2 separate regions of the Danio rerio genome follow, and region 1 is linked to region 2. Evidence: chromatin contacts called from public Hi-C data. All regions are on one chromosome and are shown on one strand. Each heading gives the region's core, a stretch centred on a gene start, on an enhancer-like site or on the middle of the called end of the contact. The rest is flanking DNA. Distances are from core to core; before and after follow the strand shown. Region 1 holds the start of aldocb (aldolase C, fructose-bisphosphate, b). Region 2 holds the start of dynll2b (dynein, light chain, LC8-type 2b).

Evidence for each region. A called contact is a pair of places that touch in the nucleus more often than the background predicts.
Region 1: a contact with region 2 is called in a Hi-C map of hematopoietic stem cells, with 2.1 times the contacts expected there. The contact joins the promoter of aldocb here to the promoter of dynll2b in region 2. A contact is called at or near these places in 1 of 18 Hi-C or Micro-C datasets (hematopoietic stem cells) and 1 of 4 datasets of contacts at active chromatin or transcription factors (embryo).

The regions. Positions count from the first base shown.
Region 1 is chr21:42,917,025-42,920,601 of GRCz12tu, forward strand. aldocb (aldolase C, fructose-bisphosphate, b) reads right to left here and starts at 1,524. Exons shown (of 9, transcript NM_194384.1): 1 at 1,478-1,524.
Region 2 is chr21:42,842,113-42,845,230 of GRCz12tu, forward strand. dynll2b (dynein, light chain, LC8-type 2b) reads right to left here and starts at 1,867. Exons shown (of 3, transcript NM_001030000.2): 1 at 1,769-1,867.

The sequences.
Region 1 (3,577 bases), core at 274-2,773, 75 kb after region 2:
AAGCACATCATCTTTTACCACAGCCTTCCTGCTGATTTTCATAGTACTTTGCTTCAATAGCATGTCTGTAATATTTAGATTTTTTTATCCATTAATGGTTGGTTTGGTTAATGGCTAATGCTAGAAAAAAATCTTCATAAGAAAAAAAAAAAAATGGGGAAAATGGGTGGGCACTAATGCACTATATTGAACTTATAATTAATTTTCAATAAAACCACTCTAAAATAATTTTCTCCATGGAGACAAGTAACTAAAAAAAACCCAATAATAAGCTCCACAAATGTCATATAATCTTCAAAAAAAAATAGCATTGGAAAATTCAACGACATCAAAAAATACAAAGAAAAAAAAAACACAATAGAGAAGGTCAAATTAGCCAAGTACACAATTTAGAGGACTGTACATCCTGGGCTTAGTCTTCATCATCAGCTTAGTTCGTCTAACCTTGAGCAACACTACACGCGCATGTACCTGCGGTGTCCTGAGTGAGGAGAGACACCATCTTCAGCACGTCTACACGACGCAACAGGAAGATGATGATGATGATGGTCAGCGCGTGATTCAGTAGAAACCTTCTTCCACGCGATGACGCAACGCGAGCGAGCGTTCTAGTTGCGTAGCAGTAAAATTAGAATGTAAACGCGACCGATGGGGACATTTGACATAAAAAAATATCTCTGACACACCTTCATTTAGATGTGCGTCATTTTAATATGATTTCCGGACATCCTCCTATGTAGTAAGGATGCATTTAAAACATTTAAAGAACATAATATTAGCACATCTCAGCTAGGCTAAAGCTATAACGTTAGTGATGAGGGAAATGACTACGTGCGGATCAGCCACACTCCCTTCAGTAGACATCTGCCGCATCCGAGATGCTGTATCGATCTCTATAGATGCATATGAGGCCGTTATTAGCATTTTTAGTGAAGTAAACAGTGTAACAATGGGTTCGGCTTGCCAGTTTTCTGTTAGCCGTTTTCTAAACAAACATACGGAAAAGGATGAGGATGATGATGTAATGAGTCTTCACCCCTGCTCAGGGTGACATTGAATGTCATGAATGTCAACATTATGATGTTTATCTCTTTATGTAGGACTTTTTTAAAAGTATAAACCTTAAATATGAATATTTTACAGATAAATTACGAAACTAGAACATGTTTATGTTATGGATGTGTCTGATGTAACGTTAAACACTTGTTTAAGTTTTATTCAGACTGTGATGGAGGCCTTATCAGACAACCACCTGTCGGATGATACGTATTAACTTTAATATTTGATATCTGGCACATAAGATTTGTTCCACTGCTGAAACTTCATACAATAAATAAAATTTTAAACGAATTAAAAATATTTAACCTCATTTAAATGATTGTTTACAAAACAGTGAAATGACAAGTCATTCAAACTAAGCTACATTATTCCCATAATTGTGTATATTTAGTTATAAATGAAGAATTCAATATCTTACCTGCTTAGGAGAGAGAGAGGGATGTAAAAGCTGCACTGCTGTCGAAAGCCTCCCGTTACAATGCCGCAACGCAACGTGACCGCTTAGAAAAATCAACCCACATATGGGGCGTGGCTTTGGTCACGACCTTCTTGTAATAACGTTGAATATTCATGAACCTTTAAAGTGACCTGGCTCGAGTCGAGCGTCACTGCTAGCGTCAACATCACATCGGACGAGGTGTGTTGTACTAGCACGTAGGCCTTTGAGAGTCAAATTAAAAACGCAGCTAGTTATTCTGAGCAAAATGTAGATGAATATTTGCATAACTATTTTACCTTTGGAAAAACATGCAATATTTATTTACACAAACCTAAGAAATAAGGGTTATATAAAAACAAAAGGTTCCTTGTACTAATGAAAAAGTGTTTTAGAAATATTTTGTACATAAATAACTATTTTATTTATTATTACAACCTATATAACATAAATATGAGAGAGATTGTTAACGAATAATGGAAGATGCTAATATTGCAGTATTTTGCAATTAGAAATAACAACATAATCGCAATATTAATAAACACACATTTTACTGCATTGTTTCCCTTTTCTTTAGTTAGTATTTAATAAAGGATCCCTGGTGTCAGGCAATCTAGGTGTAAAACAAGAAAGGACATTTTAGGAAGGTTATTCGTGCATACATGGGCATTGGTCCAAACAGGCCCTCAGCAGGGCTTACAATAACAGCAGGAACAATAAAGCCAATAGGAAAATGATTACAGCACATAACCACAGTTCACTTCCCAGAGTATCCTTTAAGCCCAAAGTATGCTTCAGTCTTTATGCTAATGCTAGGATGAGTACAGCGATGCTAATGTTATTATAAGCATGCGTGCAGTAGGGGATGCATGCAGTTTTTACAGTCTTTGAGTAGGGGTCGATCATGATAATTAAAGTATGTGTTTTTGTGCCAGTACAATGACTGCATTGGACCTGTCATGGAAATAATTATTTGGGATAGTTTAAAAGGGGTAGTTCACCCAAAAAGGAAAATTTTCTTACCATTTTCTCACACTCAAGTGATTATAAACTTGAATTAATTTCTTCTGTAAAATCCCAAAAAGATATTCTGAAATGGTGGTGAAAAAGCAGCCATATTAACATCCACAGTAGGAATAAAAACGAGTGTGGAAGTCAAAGGCAACTATCGCTTTAATGAGTGCTTCATTCATTCACATGACTGGTTTATAACCACTGATACATTTAAAAACAAAACAAGTACGTACTTGTTTAAAGAACTGCAAATTTCCCTGCTATTTATCTTATTCTTTCACATAAGCCATTGGAACCTGATTGCCTCAATACTTCTGGTCTCATTCACTTCCATTGATTTTTTAGTTCTTGTAAAAACAGCTTGTTATGCTTCATGATGTTGCAAACTTCATTCATTCTTTTTTCCTCGGCTTAGTCTCTATTTCAGAGGTCATCACAGTGGAATGAATCGTCAACTATTCTAGCGTATGTTTTACATACATCTTTCAGACGCAACCCAGTATTGGGAAACACCCGTACACACTCATTCATACACTACGGCCAAATTAGTTTATTCAATTCACCTATACTGCATGTTTTTGGACTGTGGGGAAAACCGGAGCACCAGAAGGAAACCCACGTGAACATAGGAAAAACATGCGAACTCCACACTGAAATGCCAACTGGTTCTTCGACCTTCTTGCTATGAGGCGACAGTGCTAACCACTGAGTACCGTGCCACTCTGTTGCAAACTTGTAATTTTTAGTTCATTCATTCATTTTCTTTTCAGCTTAGTCACTTTATTAATCCGGGGTCGCCACAGCGGAATGAACCGCCAACTTATCCAGCATGTGTTCTATGCAGCGGATGCCCTTTCAGCTGCAACCCATCTCTGGGAAACATCCATACACACTCATACACACACTACGTGAAGTTTATGTATAAACAAATTTCGAGAGGATCACGTGCTTATGATTGCTAGCGGCTGGATCCACATTATCCAATTCACTATGCTCCAATCAGACGACTCCTAAACTACTATAAATACCCTGGGTTTCATTCCACTGCTATCTTCGTTTTGAAGGGTC
Region 2 (3,118 bases), core at 617-3,116:
CTTTGACAAATATATTAAATAAAATATATTTTTATTATATAATTTGTTTAATAACCATTACTATTACTGACAAGCCAAATATATAAATTCTGAATGTTCACAAATAGATTATTTCCCCCTTTCATCAGCATACATGATAACTGAAATAAAATCAAGAATATCTGCAAAAATATTGGCCAAACTGATTATCAGATCGTTTAGAGACAATAATTTTGATTGATGAAGCTGTGACAGAGTGGAATTATGGGAGTTGCTGTCTTCAATACATCCTACAATAGTCATGTTGAAATAATATTCATGGATGAGCTAAATGAAGCAGTGTATAGCCTCAATAACAGAGAAAGTGTTTATTTTAAGTAAGAGGCATCTTTTTTTTTAAATGGCTTTGGTGTTAAAATAGTTTTTTATTATAGGTAGCGAGCGTTTTACACTCTGTATATGCACACCAGACACCTTGCATTTTTGATGGAGCGCTCTGTGCGCCTGCAGTTGAAAACACACCCAATGTCATGTGCTCCAGCACCAAAACCGGTTGCTTAGCAACATAAAAAAATGCAGCACACTGCTCTATTCTAAAGTAAACAAAAAAGCAGTGTGGCAAGCCTCGCGTTAAAAATGAGCAGAGCCGAAAATGATGTTTGGTGTGAACGGCCCATGAGGTTGAAAGCTTTCAAAACAAAAAAAGGATGCTGAAGCAATTACTGACGAGAGATGAGCGCAAAGCAGCACAATAACAAATGATTTTTTAATATGCCACAGTCCAGCGCTTTAGATTCTTCTGGTCATGAACATGTGGGGAAGAATCAGCGATCAGTCATACTATATTTATTTTAGGATTCTGTTATAATGTGGCTCTGGGAAGCTTAATATTAAACATATTTAAGTATCTTTGGCGTTTCCCCGTTTTCTACAAAATCAATTAAAAATCGAGGGTGTGTGACATCATAATGTCACTAGTCAAAAGTTTATTTCCCTGAATTTGAACAATCTTCAAAACATATTTGATAAAGTATTCAAGTAACTATATAAGACTGTTCTAGTGTTTTTTGTGTGTGTGTGTGTGTGTGTGTGAATACTGTTATGGTAAAAACTTCTATACTGTGCTTTTAAATTGATATATAAAATAACTAAAGATCTTAAACAGTTACACAGGCATCAAGGTGCTTTAAGTTGTATTGGGCAGAATGAAACTAAATTATGCTGTGAAGTGCAATTAATAATTTACACAGCACAGGTGTCTGCCTTTGATAAGGTCATGGTGAGGGAATCATAGAAGGCTGAGAGAACTATTTGTTGAGAGCTGTGGCCAATTTTACAAAGCAAAAATATGCAACTTTTACCCAAGTACAGTCATGTCAAAATTAAAGAGACTTCGGCTGGATTCAGATCAGTCCATCAGAGCCATACGTTGGTGGTGATGATGATGATGTTCTCCTCACTCAGCATCTGCTCTCAAAGCTCGCTCATGATTGGCAGAATTACGTAACATTTTTCTTCAGACGCCGAGCACTTCTAACTTTCATTGCACGCCACCGCCCTAATTATTCATTCTGAAAAGATTCTCAAAAAATCGACTATTACAACAATGATTTACACGGGGAAGCAGAATTGCTGCAAAGTACAGGTAGCCGCTAGAGCTGCGTCCACGATGCTTCATTTGAATACAGTACCAATAAGTAAACTTCCCCACATTCATGTACATTTTGAAATGCATTATTTTTATTCTCGAGCGATATGGTCATGCATAGTAGGCAAAAACAGTGCTCACCCTCTTTTGATGCTTTTAACACTGGAATACTGTTTAGATAAGGCTTTGAGAGCCGCTGTTCACGCTTGACTTCACTAGCCACTATTTGAGCCGTAACTCAACCCATGCGGCGGCGCTCGTAACTCGCAGCCAACTTCGCGTCACGAAACCTGAGAAAGCCCCGCCCACCGCACTGCACCGGCCTTCTGATTGGCGGACGCCGAGCCTCTCCCCGCGTGTTACGAGCGTTTTCCACTAGCTTCACACTGCCCGCATTTTATTTCGGCCCACAATGCACCTGGGCCCGTCTGGATTCACAGTCCTACATCCTGAGGGCAAAGGTATCGATTCCTGTGAGGTTTAATATTACTCCATTTGTTTACCACACTGTAAAATACAAGGTTGGATGCGATTTAGTGGTTTATGAAAAGGATTTCCTTATGTTGATTGCTCACATTTGTGAACTGACCAATTTTATTACTTCTTAGTTTGACACAACTGCCAATTAGTCTAAATGAAAAAAAAAAATCGTTCTATATAGTAAAATACTTCTGACTGCCCACATTTTAGATGTTATCATGGGCAAATGTTAAATACATTTTCCTTACTGTAATTAACCAACAGCAGCTTCACCATTTATGCAAGTTATATTCTTGCAAACTAGTCTACAAAGACAAAATAAAAGATACTTATTATTTAACAATTATTAAATTATTTACACTACAGGTCAGAGTACACTAAATAAATCGCATTTTTTTCATGTCATACATTTACAATAATTTCCAGTACCAACTAAAATGTCAGTGTGAACTGCTTATGTACTTAAAAAAATCTGCCATGCATGTATACAGTGCTCAGCATAATTCATTTCACCCCATTTTGAAAATTAATATTTTTATCCATCTCTCAGTGAATTTGCGCAGTGTATTTTGGTGCATTAAAAAAAAACAGATTTACTAAACATATTTATTAAAACAATATTTGTCGCCAAACATATTTACAAAATGAAAGATAATACAATTAAATATCAAGCTAACTATTTAAAAAATAATTTACAAACTATAAAATTTCAACAACATTTTTTGCTTCTAATGATTTTTTAAAATCCTTTTAAAATATGTATCAAATATTTTATTATAATATCTAAATTTGGGTGCACTAGCTTTTGGACCATTATCGCAGGTTATTTTGTTAGATAAGCTCCAAATTTGGCGTCAGTACTGACTAATCTATATATGCACAAATATAATATTGTATAACTTCATATTAAAAATATGAATTGAAAAGATAGATTTATGAGAGGTGTACTTTACATGCTGAGAAAGGTATGTGTATAAATACCACTGATCATGCTGTAAAATGCCAAACAAT